Linked DNA regions of Gossypium hirsutum: region 2 is linked to region 1. The links are chromatin contacts, called in public Hi-C maps. All regions are on one chromosome and are shown on one strand. The core of a region is the stretch at or near the end of the contact, and the rest is flanking DNA. Distances in the headings are between cores, read along the strand shown. Region 1 holds the start of LOC121214763 (probable leucine-rich repeat receptor-like protein kinase At1g35710). Region 2 holds the start of LOC107909584 (dnaJ homolog subfamily B member 1).

Region 1 (6,000 bases), core at 67-2,566:
AGTAAAATTATAAGAATGATATTGTGATTATTGTAATTAACCCGAAAGTCAACTTGTGACGATCTGAGTTCAAGGAAGTCCGAGTCCATAATAGATCTAAGTCTGAAAATTTCGAGTTTGAGAAAGTCCGAGTCCGAGATAAATCTAACTCAAAGCCTAAAAAAACCCGACTTTATAACTGAGCAGCCATAATAGACCTTAATAATTAATATAATATTATGATATTAATTAAAATATAAATAAATGATGAATCTTTTTTTTTAAATGTATTCATAAGCATTGCATATTTATATTAATATTTTATTAATAGGAAAAGTAATTAATAACATTTTTATGTTAATTTATAAAGTGAAATATTTTTTAAGATATTTTAAATATTATAATTATATATTATATGCATAATAAATATATAAAATTAATCATTATTAAAATCTATAAAATTTAATTTAATATAACTATTACTTAAAATATTAATACATATATAACTATTATTATAATAAAAGATATAATATTATAATTTTTAATTATCGGTGCATATATGTAAACCATTAATATATTATATACTATATGATATGATATAGCATTATATAATATAGTAGGAGGGTTTGCTTTCAGATGTACAAAAAATATAGGGACTTAGAGTATATTTCAACCATTATAATAACAAACAATAATATATGATAATAATTAATATATTATGTATTACTCTACTATTATAGTATGTAATATAGTATTATATAATGAAATAATATATTTTATAATTATTAATATAATAACTGTTATTATATTATAAATTATAATAAAAAATCTTGCATCAATAATTATGTGTAATTTAGTATATTAAAATACATGTCTATAATTATAACTAACATACATAAAATATTATTAAAAATTTAATATTATGTTTTTATAAGGGAAATTTAAATTTGGGATGTCATCGTATAAAAATAAGATGTATTATTACATTCAAAATTAAAATATTTATAACTTATAAAATTTAAAATTATCTTGATCCATCAAAGCCTGCCCGACTCGATCCAAATCCGAATCTAAAAAAATCCAAATTCAAAAGAGATCAAACCCGAAAAATATCCAAACTTGAAAAACTTTGATTCGAGCCCATTTGCCAGCTCTAATTGTAATCATGGTAATTATATTCATTTCCCATAATTTATTATAAAATTTGGTATCATCATTATATTATCAAAAAATAAAATTGTGTCATAATGTTAATATGCGTTCATTCTTGGCAGCCAATAGAAGCTCGTAAGGAGCAAAGAGGGAAAAAAATGTGAAACCAACGCCAGCCAACCTCCCGAGGGCCTACCACTTAAAAAATAGCTCTTCTTTTTATTTGGTCATAAGAAAAGGGGTATTGGCATCAATTGGGGTGAATACGAGGAAAGAAAGAAAAATGTGAGGGTTACGGAAAAGAATCATTTCAGCATGTGCTGAGGTTTTGCATCAAGAAATTGGTGAACTGGATGTCAGTAGATCTAATCCTGGGCGCGGAATAAGTAGATATTCTAGTTTGCAGCACCCTCAACCACAGTTCAGACTTAACAAATATCTTTTTGATAGGGTTTTTGTAAAAACCAATTGAGAATTATGTTTCTTGTCGTTTTATTAAGAAATCTTTCGCCTAAATTGACTCCCTTTCTAAAAAGGAGATCATGATCTACACTCCTGCTTTTTTAGCATAACCAAACTGTCCGGAAAAGACCAAGGACAAAAGAAAAAGGCAAAATCAATGTCTCTTAATTTGAGGGTTCATCAGCTGAGCCAAATTACTGCCCCCATTCTCTCTTCTTTAACTCGCACCCAATTTCACTTTCCTGCTTTTCCTATTCAATCACACTGATAATAGTGAGAACGTTATCCATATTGTAGCTTAAGAGTAAGAGAATCAGCTGTCCATGACAAAAATGGGTTGTCAAATGTTATGGCTTCCTCTAGCATTGACTCTGATGATGGCGACAGTCTCCACAGGAGGAAGCACTGTTGAAGAATGTGACCCTGGTGACCTCAAAGGTCTCGCCAGTTTTAGGGGCGGAATCCATATGGACACTTCAGGTCGGCTAGCGAAGTGGGTCGGTCGTCGTTGTTGCAGATGGCAAGGTGTTTCCTGCAACAATGAAACTGGTAGGGTCACTGAAGTTCATCTACCTGGATTCATTTCCTCCGTTGATTTCGTCTTTCTGTCTCAGATGGAAGGCTGGTTTTCCCCATCAATCACACTCCTCACCTCGCTTGAAGTTCTCGACCTTGGAGGACTCGCAGGCCTTTCTGGAAGAATTCCCACATCCATTGGTCTTCTTAAGAACCTTAGAAAGCTTTATCTTTATGGAAACAAGCTGAGAGGGTCCGTGCCAGAAAGCATTGGTAAGCTTTTAAAACTTGAGGAACTTCACCTGCATGAGAATAGATTATCTGGGTTTCTTCCTCCTACCCTTGGTTGTCTTAAAAATCTCAATGCTTTGCTTCTTCATTCAAATAGATTCACTGGTAGTATTCCTGCTTCATTCTCCAACTTGACAAATCTCATGCATTTAGACCTTCATGCCAATTCCATCACTGGTCATATACCACAAAATATTGGAGACTTGCAGCTCTTGAAAGAGATTGATCTTTCAGATAATCTTTTGAATGGGGAAATTCCAGCTTCAGTAAACAATCTAACATCCATTTCAGTCATGTATTTAGATGCTAATCATCTAGAAGGAGAGATACCATTTCCATCAAATTATGGTCAGATGCCTCTGCTTGGATTTTTAAGGCTGCAAAACAACCAACTAGGCGGGAAAATACCACCCAATTTGGGATATCTGGTCTCCCTCCAAAGGGTTTCACTTGAAAACAACAAGCTTGAAGGAGCAATTCCTTCTAGTTTAGGTAATCTAGAAGCTTTGACAGAGTTGTATCTCAACGGCAACAAGCTATCTGGAGTTATACCAAAGTCAATTGGTCAACTCTCACATCTCATACTCTTGACCCTTTCTCATAACTCAATTCAAGGACCATTGCCTAATGAAATGTCTGCTCTCCAAAATTTGCAAACACTGGATCTTTCATTCAACAGTTTAACTCTAAACTCCATTCCAAGGTGGGTAGCAAAATTGCCATCTCTTTCCCGAATCTATTTGGCAGGATGTGGAATCAAAGGACAAATACCAGACATGCTGAAATCAACTCCAAGTCCAATACAGGAACTGGACTTATCAGCCAATGATCTCACTGGTGGGATACCAGCATGGATGGGAAGCCTCACTCAACTCTACTCCTTGAATCTTTCAAGGAACCATCTCAGTTCAAGTATTCCAGCTTCAGTTGCAGATTTCCAGGAATTGGGAGTGCTGGACCTTCACTCAAACAACATAACAGCCTCAATGGAACATGTTTTCAAGATAGGAACCAGTTTCCCAGGTGGTTCACTCACATATGTTGACCTATCTGATAACAGCTTCACAAGTGGAATCCAACAAATTAGTGTAGGAACGCTGGAGAGAGTTGTGTATCTTAATTTATCACATAACTTACAAGAGGGTAAATTGCCAACATCAATGGAGAAATTGAAAGCATTGCAGAGTTTGGATTTGAGCTATAACAAATTTGGTTTCGGCTTGGTAGAGGCGTTGGCAAATCTAAGCCATTTGGAGACACTGAAGCTGCAGAGAAACCAATTTACTGGTAGAATACCTGCTGAGTTTTTGAACCTAAAAAACCTCAAGGACTTGGATTTATCAGACAATCTTTTAGTGGGGGAAATCCCTGCTGGCAGACCTCTTAGTGACTTCCCCCAGAGTTGTTTCACTGGCAACACAGGTTTATGTGGGAAACCTCTTTCTCCCTGCAAATCTTGAATTACTTGGAATTCCCCCCCCCCCCAAAAAAAATTGCTGTATTATTTACCAACATTTAGTATCTTGGCATGCTTCTCATCTGTGAATACTGATGCTACAGTCAATGGATTTCATTTCACATTGTGTTTCAGTATGAAGATAAAAAAAAGCAAAGTTATGAACATCAATGCATGAATATGATTACCCACAATAATCATTTCTAAAGCCTTGTTGCCATCTGTCCCCATGCCTTTGGGCCTAAACTAGGAATAAGAGCAGAGGGCTCTGGACTTGATGGTAATTCACACAGTCAATGCTGCTACGTTACTTAAGATCTAAAACCATTTAAAGACACTTTCCCCCATTCTATTTCAATTAAATTTTATTTTACGTTATTAATTAACATCAATGTCGAATCGGGTTTATTATATTAATCTTAAACCAGGTCCTCTGATTGAAGCCCACATTATTGCCCTGATTCCCTGTATTATGTAAATTTCTACTCGGGTTTTTTTTTTTTTTTTGGAAATAGGAACCCGAGCTCAAGAGTTTACCCCAAAATTTTATTGTTCTAAAAATATATACATATCTTGAGTCCAGTCTAAGTTTTTCCTTTATTTTTTAGTTTTGAATGGGCTGCAATGCAGGCCCCCTACAGAGCTGGATGCTGGAATATATATATATATATTTCTTAAATTAAATTTCAATCACAAGCCCTTTTTGTATGAATCAATTCATGAGATTTGGCCTTTCATAGGTGTTCCATCTTATAATTTATTTTATACATTTATTAAATCATAAATTCTTTCCCATTTAAAACAAAAAATCCTTTTTAGATAAAAACATTACTTTCAAAAGTAATATTTTTTATTAAAAACAGAATCAAAAAATTTCAACTTTTGTTCAAAAATACTTTTAAAAAATAATATTAAACCTATAATATCTAAATTGCTGCCATAAAAACAATGTCAATATTTACTAAAAGAATTGGTGTGAATTAAGCTAGCAGTAAGTTCACTTCATTCAACAAGTTTTTGTTTTTTTTCTTAAAAAAAAATAAAAGTCAAAATATATTATCTGAAAAAATATATATATCTAAGGCTGGATCCGAACTAAAGCTCAAGAGATAGAAGCATGAATATTGGCCTTGCGGGACACATGCTCTTTTAGGCCCTTAACCTAAGTTTGTCTGGGTTGGGTTACAACTGTTTATGGTCAAAATTATTCGTCTAAATTTGAAGGCCGTTCAACATTTAAGAAAGTTTAGGTAAAATTATTAAATTCAAAAATAGATTTAGACAAAAAAAATTAGGCCTATTTAAATATAGACTAGGCTTGAACTTTTAAATGTTCAAGTTTGAGTTCGCCTGATCCTTTTTAAGTTCATAATATTTTATATTATGTTATTTTTATATATGATACAATTTATAACACATTAAAAAAAAGTAAAACCTATACTAAATATATAATATTATTTTAATATAAATATTATAATAATGTTAAGATGATTATATAAAAAATTTTAATAAATAGAAAAAATTATTAAATTATTAAATATTAAATTAATATAATATAAATATTTTTAAAAAAATAATATCGACATACCTAAAATGAGCTTGGGTTAGTCTTTTGTAAATATAAACAAGCTTAAATAAAATTTTAGGTCCATATTTGGGGCCAAACTTAGACAAGCATAAAGTATACTAATATAATGCTTAGGCTCGGCCCAACTCATGAACACCTCTAGTTGTGACTTACTTTTATTGTACGTGTATAATATATCTAATACTATTTCGAATTTGAATTAATTTAAATTCATATCAATTCGAGTATGGATACTATTTAGTATTACCCATAATCTTTAAATAGAAGATAAAATGTATTTGAGTGTAGTCAAATTAGCGTCATCTTACATTTACGATAATATTGATGCCAATTAAAATACAAACTTAAATAAATTCACATAATTTTAATAATGACTCTAAATGTAAAAGGATGCAGGGGAATAACGGATGTTTTACTCTATCCTCCCTAAATGCAAGTATAGCAAACCGAACATGCTTGCGGAGGAAAAGAGTGGGCATATTACCAGATGGAGTAATTGAGCACGTGACATTAAGTTTTTTTAATGAAAGAAATAAAGGGAGTGGAAAATGGGCAT
Region 2 (6,264 bases), core at 1,411-3,910, 160 kb before region 1:
ATCCACACTAGATTGATCGTTTCCAGGATATATAGCAAAACACAAAAGGTCTTTCCCTAAACCAAACTACTCCTAAATACAATTGTATATAAATTTCCAATTAGAATAAAAGTAGACACTCTTTGCAACTCTTCAAACTTAGTTTCCTACTTAAGCACAACCTTTAGTCTTCACTGGTCCACAAATAAAATTAAACCTTATTTACATTTCACTTCACAATCAATATCCATCTCGGCCATGGACATGTACTATTTCACTATTTATCACCTCTGGCTCAATGCCCTCCTCAGATCACACTTCTGCTCTGCACTGAGCTTCGATGGAAAGATGATGTCGAATTGGATTTTGAGGTGTCCCCTCTTGCTGGGTTCTTTTGAGATCGGCATCCCCTCGTTCGGGATAACCACTTCATGACCTGGGTTCACGATATCTGTGACCGAGATCGGGAGGGTCCTTCCATCCAAGGTTGTCAAACTGAGGATGGTCCCTGTGAGGGCCTCGAGTAGAGAGATTTTCAGAGTGGCAATCAGATCATTCCCATCCCGTTTGAAAATAGCATGGGGTTTCTCATCTACCACAAAGATAAGATCGGATGGAGTGAAACCCGGTTCCTGGTTTCCTTTCTCAGGGAAAGTTATTTTTGTGCCCTTTTTCCACCCAGGCTTTATATCTATTTTCAATATTTCTTCCACCGTCTTCAGCTTACTGCAAGAGAGATCGGAAAAAAGGAAAACGATTTAGAAAAGCAAGAAAACAACAATCACACCAATAGATAGTTCAAGTGTTGAAAACAATGCAAGTGAAGAAGAAAAAGGAAAACAAATCACAACTATTTGACTTCATTGGTCACACCTTAGACACAAAATGACTGAATTCGAGTCACACAAAAAGAAGAAGAAACTTGCTTTCAACCCCAAAAAACTTAAATATATAAACAAACATACAGGATAAACAAGTAAAATTTCATAAAAGCAGCTAGTATTGATAAAAACGTGTTTTCAACGAAAGAGAGACTTATCAGCCTATAAAGGTATGTCGACAACAAAAGTAACAAGTAGAGTTTTGAAGTTCTGGCCCTGCTCATCACAATAGCATGCTCGTCTTCCTGATTAACACAAAAGATATAGTTGGGTTCGAGTGATTCAATTGTTTAGAAAAATGATGGTAGGGTGAGAACAAACGAAACTAAATTGGCAAACAACAAACAAACTGGCTTAATATTTTAAGACTGAAAATCTTTACCAAAGAAGTAACGCCAACACCTAACATTCATTCTCTAATCATTGACATGTGATTAGCACTAGCAGCAACCACTTCCAGCGTATTAACATGCTAACATCAGAAAAGAAAAATCCGAGTTCGTGAGGGCAATTTCTTAAGCACTCAACTGATCTATTTTAGGAATCAAATTCTGTAACTATCAATTTATGTTCACAATGCAATTTTTTATTAGAACAGGAAAACGAATAACTTGAACTGTACCCATGTAAAGCTTAGCAATTGAGGAGATCCCAAACTACCATCAATTTACAGAGGATGCACAAGATGCTAACTGATCCAAAAGTGATTTGGATAATTAATGATGGGTTTCATCAACTTTTCTCTCTAAAGCCGAGAAACAGAAATGAAAAACAAAAAAATCCCAGAATTCTATAAACAAAAACCAAAAACCCATCAATTCCTTTCAAAAATCATCTTTCAACATGCATAATTTCTCTGCAACTCTAAATTCAAAAGTAGTTTAACAGAAAAGGAAACAATCTCTTCAATTATCACTCAGGAATTTTCCTTATCAAAAGAATGAAGAACAATCAACACCCATTCCAAGATTGCTTCTTCCCCAAAATTCAGATTCACAATAGGAAGGGTTTAAAGCTTTCATCATGAAACAATAAACTCACATTGAAAAAAATGATAATAATGATAATAATAATAATGCATGTACTGACCCAAATTCACCGGGAATAGAGCGCGAAATTCGCATTCTTCGCCTACCACCTTTATAAAGCTCCTCCAAACTACAAAGCAACTGGGTTTCAACCGGCGACGCCTTCTTGTACCCTTGGCCATTCCTCTGGTCGAACTTGTCGGCCATACCACCGACGCCGCCGGCGCTAAACCCATTGGGGCTGGATGATTCAGCGGAGTTGAGGCCTTGTTCACCGTGAAGATCATAGATCTGACGCTTTAGCGGGTCGCTGAGGACGTTGTAGGCTTCAAAAATTTGCTTGCATTTAGCCTCGGCTTCTTTGTTGTTGACAAGGTTCTTGTCGGGGTGCCACTTCCTGGCAAGGCGCTTGTAGGACTTCCGGAGGTCGTCGTCCGTCGCGTTACGGCTAACTTTGAGAATGTTATAGTAGTCAACTCCCATTTTGAGCTCTCTTAGGGGAGAAAGAAAAGGTTTTCAGTTTTCTGGGTTTGAGTGCTAAAGGGGAATGTAATGTTATGGGAAGAGTAAATAAAAGGAAAGAAGAAAAGGGGAGTGGGGCGTGTAAACGAAGTAGAAATCGAGATAGCAGGAGCCGCTGTAATCACGCTTCTTGATTTCCTTCACACTTCCATACGCGTTTCCTTGCTTCTATTTATTTATTGCCTAACCTTCTTCATTTGCCAATACCGTTTTGCCACGTTTATGCATTACACTGTACTCCACACATTTTTTTCTAAATATGTCAATTCCAACGTTTAGTCCATATAAGCTATACATTTACTCTCTATACCCTAATTTCCTCAATTTTATTCACTTCACTTTTTCAAATTTTGAATTTTTAGTCCCTATACATTTAATCCTTGTAAGTTGCGTAGTTTTGGGTCAGATGTTTTTTGAATTTTGAAATTTTCATCTTAGCACAAATGGTGGTTGTTGAATCTATTAACTAAAATGGCATGATCTTCTCATAAATATTATTTAAAAATGACAAGCTGATATAGCATTATAAGTATGAAAATAGCAAAATGACTAAATTAGTTAATAATAACCAACCATAATTTATAAGAAGGAGGATTGATAACATAATTCAATCTTTTAAATACAAAATAAAAAAATAACGTGTTAAATGTAATTAAAATTCGATTTTATAAACCATATTTGAAATTCGTTATTATCCCTTCTAATAATGTCATCTAAATTCTTCCATATGGAAAGTATGATAAACCAATTTGAGCCAATCCATTGGTGAGAGAAAAAAGGGAGAAGTTGAAGATATTTTTTGAAATTAAGTTTTGATGCAAAATACTGAAATTTTCTGTCACCAATCTTAATATCTATTCAGGCAGTAAATGAAGATATGGTCAATATTAAAGGAGGAGCAGCAGCAGCAGCAGCAAGTTCAGCACAATAAGATGTTGATGTTCAACACCAAAATTTTATATTAAAAATTATTTAACTCTATTCTAAATAATACTAATTTTATTTTATTTACATTAAGTCTACTTGAAGTTGCAATTTTAAGAGTCTTCAATACTATCACACTTTAACCCTACCTGTAAATTAAATTAATACGAACAAATTATTAATTAAATAAATTTCTTTTATTTCAACGAACAGAACTTTTTTTTTCTTAATTGGTGTGAAAAATATTCAGTTTTTCAATTTCGGATTCTAAGTAAATTTTAAATCTATATCTATGTTATGATATTCGTTATTATTAATCCGCTATTCGGTTACTCGACTAGGACCGACCTGTAGCTTACATAGTTCGCATAATCATCTTGCAAGTAAACCCCCACCTTAGAATTGACATGCATGAGAGCTTACTTAAGACGTCACATCCAAGAATAGGGACTATATCATAGACAAATACTCTAAAACACTCAACAATGTCCTTATTGTAAAGGATGAATGACACAATTTCATAAGCGAGAAATATATACTAGTGGAAAAAGAAAAAAGACATGTAGTAGTTAAATTTTGAGACGGCAAAATCTTATTTATTTTGTTATTTTATTAAAAAAAAACCATAAACGAAAGCATGAGCACACAAAAACAAACATATTCATTTTGAAGGAAAATCCATGGATTTAATTTCAAAATTTGCAATAACCCCACATACATTTGTGTAATCATATTTTCATCTATAAACAAAGCCAAGCTTTCAACCATATTTTTAAATTTTTGGAAGCTTCTTCCATTAAAGAAACACTATAGATAATTAAAGTTTTGTGTTATACATACATAACCAGCAATAAAATAGAATAAACCATTTTTTAAAAAAAGATAGTTAAAATATTAAGCTAAAGTCAACATCTATGGAACCAATATATAAAGTGTCCAAATCCTAAAATTAGACTGATTAGCTAATATTCTCTTTCTTCCTTGACTTCAACAATTTCGACAAAATTCTTAAATCAAACTCGATACCCATAAATATTGAGGTGCAAAAAATAATTATAAAATCATCAATGTAAAAAATTAAAAATTCACCCAAGTTTTAGATATTTCAAGGATTTGGCTAGTTATCGATATTTAAACTTCCAAAACATTTTGGTTAAGATGATTAAAATTTTGAAATGTATATAAAATATATTAATTGAAAATATATTGAAAATTTATAAACATTGATTAATGTTCACCAACATTGACTAACATTTACTACATTGGCTGGCAATGGTTAGCATTGACCGACAATACATTTTTATCTATATTTTCAATTTTATAAATCTTTTTAAATTTTATTATAAATTTTATATTTCTTTAAAAGTTATTTAAGATTTTAGCTTAAATTTATATAAAAAAAAAGTATACGCTTAAAAATATTTTATCTCGACATTCATTAAAAATTGAGATTCAAGTAAAAATATATATTTTTTAAAATAATTCTAAAAGTATCATAATTTGAAAAATGACTAATACAATATTTGAATAAAATACATCTAAAAAGAAAATGAATATATTTATAATTATGAATTGAAAAATATTTTGGAAACAAGAGAAAGCTATTATTGTTATTAGGTACAAAAACATGTATGCTTTGAAAACATTTCAAAACGAAATTATTTAGATGTAAAGTGATTTAGGATTTCAAAGTATTTGTTGCGGATTCTCTGAAACTAACGTTAGCAGCATCAAATTAAACTAGTGTTAGCAACCCTGATCCGAAGTTAGTGCTAAAAGCCTGATAATGTCAATAAATTGGATCGAATCAATTCAAAGTATCTGAGCTCAAATTGCTTTAAATCTCTGGGTGAAAACAAAAGTGAAAATGGTATTAACGGAAATGTTACAGTTGAAAATGTGCGAATATGAATTGAATTTATATGTTTATGAAATGAGTATGAATGGGATGATATATATATATTATGCTTTGTTGAAATGTTGTATATGTATATGTGATTCATATTAGAAGCATTTGATGTGTAAACAAACTAACCTATTGGTTGTTTAGTTGCAATTAAAATGAAAGTTGAGGATGTCAAAGGATGTCATGTTTTATGCCAAAGTGTTTCAATAGTTTAAATTGTTGTAATGCTAAGGTAAGTTAGGTAAACTTCCTATGAACTTACTAAGCATTCGTAATGCTTACTTTGTTTCATTTTTTGTTTTCTATAGTTGGCATTTTGCAGAATGCATCTATCAGATCAACTCCAGAACTCACACTATCCAGCTTCAGTCTCGGTAGACTTTAAAATTATTCTAGACCCAATTATGTGGCATGTATATAGGTTTCAATATGGTTAAGTGTTGATTTTTGGAAAATGATGAAAAAGTCTATATATATATAAGTGTTTGTTTGAATGATGATTATGGTATAGATATGTATACAGTGCTTGATTTTGTATGCTTATTGATTTGTATATAAGTTAGAATGACTGCAAGGTAGATGACATATTTGAGGTATGTAGGATGTCTTAAACTAAAATGATGAGAATGGTTAAATTGATTTGGCATAAAAATGTGATGGTGTTTAATGATGGAATGAATGATTGAATAGGTACACAATGCTTAAGGAAGTATGGTGTTTGAATGTTAAATAAAGTATGTTGAGTTGATGTTTAAGGTGTGTATAATGCCATTGGGATAAATTTATGTTAAAGCTTATGAATGGTTAAATTGATATATGCATGTTTTGGCTTGCAACCCTCGAATGATTTTCCTTTCTTGCATTTCTTTTGCACGACTTATCTTTCTATTATTTGTATTGGGTCTTCGCTCATGCCTTACTCTTTATCACTTCTATTATTTTGGCGGATTCCTCTAGACCCGCATGTCACTACTTACACTTTTTTATAACTCTTCTTTCACCTACATGGTTTCTCGTACTTGGC

The links. A called contact is a pair of places that touch in the nucleus more often than the background predicts.
Region 2: a contact with region 1 is called in a Hi-C map of leaf, with 2.1 times the contacts expected there. The contact joins the promoter of LOC107909584 here to the promoter of LOC121214763 in region 1. A contact is called at or near these places in 9 of 34 Hi-C or Micro-C datasets (leaf and seedling).

Annotation. Positions count from the first base shown.
Region 1 is chrD02:62,794,551-62,800,550 of Gossypium_hirsutum_v2.1, reverse strand. LOC121214763 (probable leucine-rich repeat receptor-like protein kinase At1g35710) reads left to right here and starts at 1,316. Exons shown (of 1, transcript XM_041088970.1): 1 at 1,316-3,978. The coding sequence starts at 1,917. The coding sequence ends at 3,860.
Region 2 is chrD02:62,953,819-62,960,082 of Gossypium_hirsutum_v2.1, reverse strand. It overlaps LOC107909584 (dnaJ homolog subfamily B member 1), which reads right to left and starts at 2,660. Exons shown (of 2, transcript XM_016837172.2): 1 at 1,950-2,660; 2 at 1-705. The coding sequence starts at 2,371. The coding sequence ends at 264.